Linked DNA regions of Rattus norvegicus: region 2 is linked to region 1. Evidence: chromatin contacts called from public Hi-C data. All regions are on one chromosome and are shown on one strand. Each heading gives the region's core, a stretch centred on a gene start, on an enhancer-like site or on the middle of the called end of the contact. The rest is flanking DNA. Distances are from core to core; before and after follow the strand shown. Region 1 has its middle 58 kb from the start of Mboat1. Region 2 holds the start of E2f3 (E2F transcription factor 3).

What was found. Hi-C and Micro-C count contacts between places; a contact is called where the count stands out from the background.
Region 2: a contact with region 1 is called in a Hi-C map of liver, with 4 times the contacts expected there. The contact joins the promoter of E2f3 here to the enhancer-like site in region 1. A contact is called at or near these places in 9 of 12 Hi-C or Micro-C datasets (the A7r5 cell line, the Rat2 cell line, Schwann cells and 5 more) and 1 of 1 datasets of contacts at active chromatin or transcription factors (oligodendrocytes).

The regions. Positions count from the first base shown.
Region 1 is chr17:34,709,188-34,714,989 of GRCr8, forward strand. No RefSeq gene overlaps it. Among named protein-coding and RNA genes, the nearest start is that of Mboat1, 58 kb to the left of the region's middle. Within about 2 kb of position 3,659, at least 3 of the 93 cell types and tissues checked have an H3K27ac peak or open chromatin away from gene starts, as enhancers often do. A contact at or near this core is called in liver, where this site is marked.
Region 2 is chr17:34,807,712-34,813,513 of GRCr8, forward strand. E2f3 (E2F transcription factor 3) reads left to right here and starts at 2,705. Exons shown (of 7, transcript NM_001137626.2): 1 at 2,705-3,403. The coding sequence starts at 3,032.

The DNA.
Region 1 (5,802 bases), core at 2,409-4,908:
ATGAGTAAACAACGAGTGGGTGATGAACAAAGGTGAGAGAGTTTTCATGAGAGGTTTTAAATGAAAGGCTGTGGACCGCTCTGATTACCTCCTCTGAGTTACCTGATTTGAGCAAATGGAGAATGTGATCTGTTTGCAATGAGAGGTGAAGTAAGGGCCCAGAGTCACACTACTGTCTTAGTCACTGTTCTATTACCATGAAGAGACACAGTGACCAAGGCAGCTCTTATAAAAGAAAGCATTCAATTGAGGGCTTGCTTACAGTTTCAGATGTTTAGTCCATTATCATGGTGGGAAGTGTGGCATCACACAGGCAGAAATAATGCCTGAGAGCTACATCCTGATCTGCTGACAGAGAGAGAGAGAGAGAGAGAGAGAGAGAGAGAGAGAGAGAGAGAGAGAGAGAGAGAGAGAGGGGTGGGGGGGTAGGAGGAAGAGGAGGAGGAGAGGAGGAGAGACAGACAGACTGACTGACCGACTGACTGACTGACTGACTCTGGGCTAAACATGGTCTTTTGAAATCTCAAAGCCCACTCCCTCCATGACATACTTCCTACAACAAGGCCACAACTCAATTCTAGTGACCACCATTCAACTCTATGAGCCTTTGGGCGCCATTTTCATTCAAAGGATCACAACAGCTAAAAGTATGAGAGTTCAGACCTCAATTCTGTTCCAATCCTAGAGATCCAAGACTCTTTTGATATGTCAGAAAGAATGCCTAAGACACTGACTTTTCGTGCACAACCATAAATGGACAGTTGTACCACATCCCTCTGCACAAGGCTGCAGGGAGGATGGCAGAAAAGGCAATACAAACATTGAAGAGCCGGCCTGGGGCTGGGGCAAGGTGAAACAGTGTCTTCTGAATGTGTCAGGAATCCCATGCTCTTGAAATCACAGCAGCTGTGCTTGCCCAAGATTGAGCCAATCAGTGTTCTCAAATGAAGTAGGGAGGGGCTTCCAAGACCTCAGGTCTAGCTGAAGAGGTTTTGACAGCTGTTAGCTGCCTAGGAAGGAGAGAGATTTTTAGAGATGTTGTACTGGCTGGTTTTTGTGTCAGTTGACACAAGCTAGAGTCTTCAGAGAGAAAGAAGCCTCACTTGAAGAAATGCCTCCATGAGATCAAACTGTAAAGCATTTTCTGAAGTAGTGATCAGCGGGGGAGGACCCAGCCATTGTGGGTGGTGCTATCCCTAGACTGATGGCACCAGTCTATGTAAGAAAGCAGGCTGAGCAAGCCATTGGAAGCAAGCTAGTAATAAGCAGCAACCCTCTCTGGCCTCTGCATCAGCTCCTGCCTCCAGGTTCCTGCCCTGCTTGAGTTCCTTTCCTGACTTCCTTCGGTGGTGAGCTGCAATGTAGAAGTGCAAGCTGAATAAACCCTTTCCTCCCCAGCTTGCTTTGTGGCCGTGGCAGGTCACTGCAGCAATAGAAACCCTAACACAGGTGTGGCACATAGTAGGACAACAACTCACATATGGGCAGCACAAATGTAGTCAGTGATCTAGAAAAAAAGGGGGATATGAAATTAGGCAGAAGTGGGTCTGGGAGTCTAGGTGAATGTTACTGAAATACATACATACACACACACACACACACACACACACACACACACATATATATATATACATTGCCCCTTGATTAAGTAAAATTTAAATGGCAGCCATTAAACAAGCTCAGCTGTAACTAGAACCATGTGTCTACATTTCCAGGAGACACTATACCCAGTGTCTGTGCATGAGAGACGCTGTAGAAGAGTTGAAACAAATGTCGTTCTTCCATCAGCACTAAACTTTATGCTTTCTCTTTAAGGCAGTGGCTCTCCATCTTCCTAATGCTGTGACCCTTTAATACGGTTGCTCATGGTATGATGATCCCCAAACATAAGATTACTTCTGTTGCTACTTCATAACTGTAATTATGCTATTGTTGTAAAACAAAATGTAGATACCTGATATACAGGATATCCTGTATTCGACCTCCCCAGAGGGGTCAAGATCCACAGGTTAAGAACCACTGCCTTAGAGCAACTACTAAGTGAGAGAACTTACGATCTCAAACCTGGTATTTCTCAGGCCTCAACATGTATCTTCCTTTGGTGATTTGTTTGTTTATGTCTTTGTCCATGTATTTGTTTATTATGTAGCCCTGGTGCTCAGATTAAATACAGGCATGTGCTACCGCACTCCATCTCCTGGTTTCTGTTCAGTTTTGCCTTGTATTTTTAAGAAAATAAAAACAGAGGGCTGGAGAGATGGTCCAGTGGTTAAGAGCACTGCCTGCTCTTCCAGAGGTCCTGAGTTCAAATCCCAGAAACCACATGGTGGCTCACAACTATCTGTAATGAGATCTGATTCCCTCTTCTGGTGTGTCTGAAGCAGCTACATTGTACTTACATATAATGAATAAATAAATAAATCTTAAAACATTACTTAAAAAAAGAAGAAAATACAGACAAAAACAGTCGCAGCCATTTGGAGGAGTGAAGTTTAAAGCATGAATGAGAAGAAATTCCTTTAGTCTTCTTGGTTTTCTTCTATTCACATTTACTTACAACACTCTGTAAAGCAGGAAGAGGAAAATAATTACTACTAAAATTGGCCACAGTAGCAGCAGTTGGCACAAAAATAAAGTCAAAATTACAATATAGACATAACAGCAATACATTTGTCCTTGTGTTTACAGAACATTACGACTCTAAGAGAAGAAAGGGGGAGCAAGGGAATCTTCACCAGGGAGATCCCAGAATATTCTAGACCACGCGGGGCTGGGCTCTCACAAAGAACCCTGAAGCTAGACGTGCATCCTCACAATCCACCACAAGAGGGCGGTCATCAAAAGCGAGTGAAAGGTCACCCTGCCCTCCGCAGACACCGGAAGAGTAAGTCCCGCCTAAGGGGGTTGAGACTATTTTTATAATCAGAAGCTGCTGACAGAGTTAGGAAAACATGATCCAAATTAAGGTTTTCTTCCAACTATTTTGGGGTTGTTAATCCCATCTCAACAATTAATTCCTAGAGATTCATTAGCAGTAATAATAAATTGTCCCATCTGCAGGGCAAAACAGAAACTAAATTACTTACTTACATGAAGAGATTTTAGTAATTTGTTAGCATTAGGTAGATTTTATTTTTAGGTAGATTTTACCCAAAATATGGGGTAAGGGAAATTCAGCCTGCATTTACCTTTTTAAAATGTGTGAATTTAAACTGAATCTAATTACTGAGAAATTTAAAAACCCGAGTTTAATTCCACTTATATTGCTCTGTAAAAGCCCTTTCCTTGCCCCTCTCTTTTCCCATGTCTTGCCAGGTTTTTCATGGAGAATGTATTCCTTAAAATGGCTTCCTCTGACACTCTTAGCTAAGGACTCAGACCTGCCAATCCAAAACCCTCTGGGCTTCCAAGTGCCAGACGGTCCCTAGTGGTGTGTTCATTTTTGCTTTCTGGGATCCATATTTCCAAGTTGAGAGGTGTTTTTGTGTCTGGACCATGGTACCACTTTTTACTAGTTTTATAGGCAACCTTGGTTCAGATCCTCCTAACCTGTCTCCTTCTCTCTGAAATGGGAACAAGAAACATCTTACATCATCAAAGGAGGGTAACTATTTGACTTTGTGAGGTGTGTCCGGTCCGGGATCTCTGTGCAAACGCTAATGGCAAGCATTCTTGGTGTATTTCCAAACACGTGCTGAGCACCTACTCTCTGTCTATGCACAGAATAGCCTTTGGTTTCCGACATGGTGGGCTAGCATTCTAGCAAGGAGGTGACAGTGAACAGCATGCATTCCAAGCAGTCAAGAATGCTTTGAAGCAAGAAGATAAGCACGATGGGAAAGAACGTGGAGCAGGATATTGTTTAGGCTTGTGAGGACTGATAACAGTTTTGGGGTTTTTTTTAGGGTGCTTGGGTAGACCTCATTTAGAAGGAAGGGCTTACGTACAGATGTTGGAGGGGGTGTGGGCCACCACACAGCTCAGCTGGGAAGAACACCCTAACCCTTTCTAGTGTTTTAAGATTTATAGATGTACCCCCTTTCCCCCACACCACCCCCCATCTTCACTGTCATGTCATAGACACAGATTAAGGCCTGGAGACTAAAAATATGTCCTGCCCTTCTTTCTGAGTAGCGAACATCTGAAAATTCTACGTGAGCTGAGGAGTTCTTGTTTCCAGTCACCCACAGTTCGTCCTAGAGTGTGTGCTTAATCTGCCAGGCAGGATCCAGACCCTGCGTCCCTCCATCTCATTGTTCATAGGCCAGTTTCTCCATCTCCTTCATACGCTCATCTATAATCTAAGAAAACACAAAACTGCGTTAGACCTACGGGAGACCTACGGGAGACGTGGTGTCATGACTCACAGGGAAACTTGTGATAAGCTTCTAGATAAAGGCTCAACAGGAAAATCTGTCCTCACGTCCATGAACAACTCCAGATTGTCTTAAACTTTTGTAGTGATCCCCAAAATGCTTAGAACAATAAATGACACACATATACACTTAATCCCTGTTGAACTGGTGGGAAGACACATTTGAAGGAAAATAGTGAAACTTGTAATGTCAAAGTCCCCCATCTGAAGACCCTTGTTGACATTTTATAAACTAGACAGTATAACTTACCTGCCATGAGTGTGTTCTCTGCTGTGTGCACATCTCTGGATAGAGACATATATGTGCGGTCATGTGACCACTGTTCAAAACACAGAGCGGTATGTCACTAAAAGTGTTCCCATGTCCCTTGGCAGCCACGGGACCTCCTTGGACCCCCAGGAACCACTGATTGACTCTCTGTTCCTGGAACATTCTCTTCTTCTAGGGGGCATAATGGAATCATCTGGTGCAGAAGTCTGGCATTTTTCACTTAGCATGATACAAATGAGGAAGAGAAGTTTGTCCTTGCTGCATGTATGAGTCGTCCGTTCTTTTGCCAAGTGGCTTGCTAAGATGCATGGATAGATTGCTGAGTTTATCCTTTCAACAGCCAGATGACATTTGGAATTTGGGCTGTTTCCAATTTGGGGCAATTATGAATAAAGCTGCTCTAATCCTTCACGTCCAGGTTTTTGTGTATGAACATATGCTTCCATTTTCCTTGGCTAAACATGAAGAAGTGCAGTTATTGGATCAAGTGGTATGCGGGCCATTTGAAGGAATACCACACACTGGTTTCCGGACAGAATGAGACCGTTTCCCTGACCACCAGAAATCCCAGCAGCTCCAGCCTCGACTCTGTTGGCGTGTGACACATTGGCATGTGACAGTGTAATTTTATTGAATGGCTTTATTAGTTTTCCACTATTCTAATAAAAAAAAAAGCTTGCAACATGGCTTTAGTTTACATTTGTCCAGCAATATTGTGCTGCAAGGAACGGACCCAAGGCTTCTCAAACGCTAGACAAGCATTCTACCACTGAACCATACCCCATCATGGCATGGTGACACTTGCCTTTAACCCCTGCACTCAGGAAGCAGGAGCAGGCAGATCTCCAGTTCACGGCCGACCTGATCTACATAGCAGTACATAGTACATAGTACTACATAGTACATAGTACTACATAGTAGTACATAGTGAGCTATAATCCCAACCCCTGGGCATCTTCTTCAGTGAACATTCGTTCAAATCTCTTGCCACTTTTAAATAGATCGCTTTGTTTTATTATTACATTTGGATTCAAATAATATATACATACATGTACTTTATTAAATACATGCCTGTTCTAAATATTTTTGTACTGTATGGCTTGCCCATTTTTTTAAAAAAAATCTACACAGAACAGAATCCGCATTAGTGTATAAT
Region 2 (5,802 bases), core at 1,455-3,954, 98 kb after region 1:
GAGAGAGAGAGAGAGAGAGAGAGAGAGAGAGAGAGAGAGAGAGAGAGACCCAGATTATACTGACCCCTAAGTGCAAATGTACTAAAATGTGCTGACTCTCACCAAGGACTCATGGATTCTAGGGTCCGAACACAGGTCCTAGTGACTTACCAACCAGACTTTTTTCTCAGCTCCCAGGGTTATGCCCTACTTACCTTACTGCTGGTCACCTATGGGGAGCTCAAGTTTGCAAAGACGGAAATCTGGTATTGTCTGTAATGTCGGATGCAGCTCTCTGATGACATGTTGCAACACCCCTCCCCCTACAGTAACCTCCCTACAGGAATATCACGCAGCTGCCAGTGTCCTAGCTTACAGTATTAGCTTTCTCCACAGTGATCCACAATGCAAAGCGACAGTTATAAGATTAAAGAAGTGGTTCTCCTCCCTCTTACTCAACCAGGCATGTGTGCCTTCTGAATTTCACCTTACCGACTCTACAAACACAGCCAATAAGATTACTGGCCACCAATCTTCAAATGTACAAATTCTATGGCTCTTCAACCAATTTGAATGCAAAACCAAAGTGCTTCCAAGCCTGGCATGAAGCTTAACAGTATTTTTTTTTAAAAAAGATTTATTTATTTATTATACGTAAGTATACTGTATCTGTGTTCAGACACACCAGAAGAGGGGCATCAGACCTCACTAAAGATGGTTGAGAGCCACCATGTAGTTGCTGGGATTTGAACTCAGAACCTCTGGAAAAGCAGTCAGTGCTCTTAACCACTGAGCCATCTCTCCAGCCCCTTAACAATATTTTTAATTCCAGAGATGGTAATAGGACTGAAATATTAAATGGTCCTAACCTGAACTGACTCAAATTGTTAGGCTTCATATATGGTTTGAATGTGAGTTTGGGTAAAATAATAATAATAATAATAATAATAATAATAATAATAATAGCAACAATAATAATAAATAATACTCAGATGAAAGTACTCTGTGTAATGCAAGCCTCATCATCCACTGAGCAACCCACCAAATACCCTACATTTAAAAATTATAATGTGCCTGAGGTAGAACCATATATCTTAACAGCTGTTTCCCACAGTTCTCAGCTACTAAATGAAAATCTGGTCTACATCGTTCCTCACCTTCCTCCTCAGTCTTAAATACTTTTCTTGTGCATGTACAAGTGTATGTGTACATGTGAATGCACAAGCTTGTGTATACACGTGCACATACAAGTCAGAGGCCAACCTCAGATGTTTTCCTCAACAGCTCTCTACCTTAGTTTTCAGAATAGGGTAGCTCAATGAGTCTGGAATTTACCAACTAGCTTCACTGCTGACCAGCAAGCCCCAAGGATTTTCAGGTCTCCATCTCCCCGTTCTGGGATTAGTGATACATGCAGTCATGCCTAACTTTTTAAATGTGAGTGTTGGGGATCAAATTTAGGTCCTCTCGCTTACGCAAGTAAGCATTTTACTAACTGATCCGTTTCTCCAGCCCCACAATCCTCATTTTAAAGATCCATAAGTATTCACTTTCATATAGAAGCCAGTTCGACAACTATTTCATTTTCCTTGACATCTTCTGATTTACATATATACATAAATGTGCATACATTTTTTCTTTCTTTTAAAATATATTGGGTTAGGATTGGGTTGTAGTGTTTGCTGTTTGCTGAAGAATTTCCTGGAGTCTCAGGATGTAAAGAGCCGAGTGCAGGCAGCTTTCACTGGAAGTCCCACGTCACCATAAAAGCCTGTACTTCTTTGGATTGCTGCATGGCGGATTAAAAACCCGCGGATCAGTTCTAGGTTAGCCCTGATTAACTCCCCTGATTGTTTCTGGGCCAGAGAGGGTGTTTGTTAGACTCAAACCTATACTTGTAACAAGAGTTCACTGAACAAAGAGTTAATTTTTACTTAAACCGAATTCGGGCTAATCATGAAGCTGCCAGGAATGATCTGGAATATGAACTAAAGTGTGCCTGCAGTCGCGTCAGCTGAACCTTCTACCCCCACGGTTCTGTCTGCCCACATGCTTCTGTCTATCAGCCTCGGCCTCCGGATCCGCTCTCACGTCATTGGTTGGATTTCAGGAAGGAAGAAACCTAGGATTTAAAGGGCTCAGTTTTCCACCTGCCAGGCCGGGTCCAACTTGCCTTTGACACATATTTGGGAGAATTTCTACCAGTTCTTCATTTACTACCCTGATTGGTTAAAGGAAACAAAGTCCCTGAGGGTGTCACCTTGACAATCTCCAAAACCGAAACTTGCGCTCCAGACTAGATCCACACTGAGTCTGCGAGGCAGAGTCCCTGCCCAGGTCATCAGAGCCAGCCCCGCGGGTAGGAGCGAGGGAGGGGCCTGTGATGGGCGTGGCTTTCCGTGGGAGAGTAGGACTTTGCCCCACCTCCTAAGAAGCCTGCTCTGCTTCCACCCAATCAGATTTTCCTATGCAAATAAAGCCTAGGTCACCCCGGTAACCATGGTGCATGGCAGCCAATGGAAAACAGCCAGTGGCGACCTCACTCCAGGATTGGTACCGAAGTAAGGCGACAGCGATCCAATGGACTGTGGGAACAGTCCTCGGCGGGTTGAGGGGCGGAGATATGCAAATATGGTTTGAAAAGCCGGCGGGAAATCTGAGTTTCGCGGGAGGACCTTGGCGCGTAAACCGTATCCCTTCATTCATTGTCAGCAGCAGCTTCCTGGAGCCATTTTTCAGCTGCCGGCCGCAGCACCCGGGCTGCCGCCGCCGCCTCGCAATCCGTTGCATCGGCTGCCCCCGACGCCTCCATCCCTCCTCGGGGCCTGATATCCGTGCGGCCGGGACCCTCCTCTCTCCAGACCCCCGATTATTTTTGGCCCCCGGGGCCTGTGCGGTGCGGAAAAATAAAAAGAAAAGAGAGAGAGAGGGTTCGGAAGCGCCGGGAGGGGAGGCGAGAAGGAGAGACTTGGAAACTCCGGCTGCAAATAATAAAGAAATTGAAAGCAATACGTTAATATATCGTAACACTAAAAAAGAGCAGGAGCGAGAGATGAGAAAGGGGATCCAGCCCGCCCTGGAGCAGTACCTGGTGACCGCCGGGGGTGGGGAGGGGGCGGCTGTCGTCGCCGCCGCCGCTGCAGCCTCCATGGACAAAAGGGCACTGCTAGCCAGCTCCGGCTTCGCCGCCGCCGCCGCCCCGGGCACGTACATCCAGATCCTCACCACGAACCCTTCCACCACGTCCTGTGCCACCTCCCTCCAAAGCGGCGCCCTGGCCGCCGGCCCCCTTCTCCCCAGTGTCCCCGGCACGGAGCCGGCCGCCAGCAGCCTCCTCTACACCACGCCACAAGGACCCTCCAGCAGAGCCGGGCTGCTACAGCAGCCACCAGCAGCAGGACGCGGCGGCGGCGGTGGCCCACCGGTAATACCCTCCTCAGTGTCCTTAGCCCAGGTGGGAGGCGGGCTCCCGGGAGCGGTGGCGCGGGAGCGCGAGGCTGAGCATCGTGGGCCTCGTTGCTGTCCCTCCAGCGTGTGCTTATTGTTAGACTCGGGGTGCTTCCCTGCGGACGTTGGGAGGACATGGGGGCTTGGGCTGGCGCGCGGGGCGGTGGGGAGTCCCTCTTTGCGAGCCACATCCAACACTCCAAAACTTTTCGCGCCCCCCCTTCTTTTCCTGCACTTTTCCCTACCCCCACTCTCCCCTCCCTTGCAACTCGAAGCTTCCTCTTTCTCGGGCGTAGGAAGGGGTCACGCCCCGGATGGAGAAGGGGGTGGGGGAGGGAGTAGTGCACTGGAGAGTGGGGGACCCCAGAGGATGTAAACCGGGGGACCCGAGGCGTGCAAGCCTGTCTCCTGCCTCTGCAGCCCCTGGGCGGCCGGGGGTCCCGCAGGCGTGCTCCGAGCGCTGGGGCGCCAGTGCCTGGCACCTTTGGGGACCTAGCTCCCGGCAACAAAGGGGATCTGGGAGGTGGACGGGTATCGCTGTGGGGGAGGTGGAGCTGAGAGCCCCGGTAGACCAGAGCTCGCGCTGTCTGCGACAAGGGGCGGGCGGGCGGGTGCTCCGGCCTGGGCGCATCTCCGCGGTGGCAGCGGCGGCGCCCGCGTGGCCGGAGCGCTGGGGCCTTGCTCACCGGGCCCCGGGCCTGCCCTTGACCCGCCTCTCCCCTTGCCCCTTCCTTCCCCGCCCTGTCCCCCTCCCCGCCCCCCGGCGACGGAGGGCGGGGGCAGCCGGGTTCCCGTCCCGCCGCCAGGATCTGTCCCTTCTCTCCGGGACCCGCCGGTGACGTTTCGCACACGTGCGCGGAGGACGCGCCTGTGACTGGGGAGGAGGCGCCGGCGGGAGGGGGCGCTGGAGGGGGAGAGGGGGCACCCACTTCCTCCTGCTCGCCGGCTCCCAGGCCTGGGACGGTCCCGGCGCCCTCGCACCCGGCACCGCCACCCTCCCTCTCCCGTCCCCACCCCCCCCACGGCGCCCGCCCTCGCCCGGCGCCGCCGCTCCACTCGGCCTCGGGCCCCCTCTCCAGCCGGCCCCCCACCTCCCCCGGAGCCAGGCTGCTTTCGGAAATGCCCTTACAGCAGCAGGTTAGTGACCCGGACCGCGCGGGGGCCCGAGCCACCGCCGCGGGGACCCCGGATCCCCGGGGGGCCGGAGCCGGAGGGTAGGCGACCGAGCGGGGTTTTGGAGTGGGAACGGGGGGTTGGGTGCTTGAGGGAAATGAGTAAGCAAGAAAAATCTAACTAAGTAAATCCCCGGCCTCGGCTTCTAGGAGCCCCGGGGCGGGAGTAGCCGCCCCCGGGGTGGGTATAGTGTTTACGTGTGTTTCTTTTGGGGGGTGGATGGATGGGCAATTGAAACCCAGATGAGGGCTTCACGCCCGTGGCCGAGTTGAGCTGCTTTCTGTCTTGCTTCCCTTGTGCTGGAGGGGGAGGGGGCGGGTCAGAGGGTAGGGTGTCTGTGGGGTTCCCAGGCCACCCGCCACCCCCTCCCTTTGTCCCTGTAATTTATAAAGCGCCTTTGAGAGATGATTTAGGTCAGTATGCGGCTTCCCTTTTTGTTGCTACTAGAAAGAAGTGTGGCCCCGAGGTCTCCCCCTCTTCCTTTCTCTCCTGCATTCCTTCCTCCATGCCTTCTGTCTTCACCCTCGTGTTGAGGCTTGGCTCCGACCAGGCTAGAACCCACCCGGACTCAGATACCTATGGTTGCATGGTAATACCAGTCGAGGACCTCACCTAGTCCTAGGTCTAGATGTGTGTGTGTTTTTGCACAATCAGTGTTTTGCTGGGATCTCTTAAGAAAGTCTGTACACATATATAGGACTTTGGGAAATGGGGTGGGTAGAGAAAGAATTAATTTTTAAAAATTTCCTTTCTGTTTATAATTTTTCCCGGGGTTGGATCTTGTTCCTTCCATTCTAGATACTTACTAGGGATGTGTGATAGATACAGTCCCAGTCAAAGAGGCTCATCCTTTTAGTGACTAGGGTCTGCCAGCAGGGGGGAAGCCGAGTACAGTACCTGCTTGCACTGTATACAGTATCCAGTGTGCTAGATTCTCAGGCACAGGATAGTCCATGCTTTCATTAGCAGTTCATACTTTTATGGACTTGATTAAACATGCTTGGCCATACAATAAGCCTATTTCCCCTACGCACCCGGTTCCTATATCATAAATAAGCTGAAACAACTAGCTATTGACACACTTCTTGGATTAGATTCAGATTTGCAGGGAAAGTTATTTTGGATAGTAGGAAATTGTGAGGCTACTAAATTGCTCCTTAAAAAAAAAATCTTAGATTATTCATTGGACCAGCTCACCAAGAC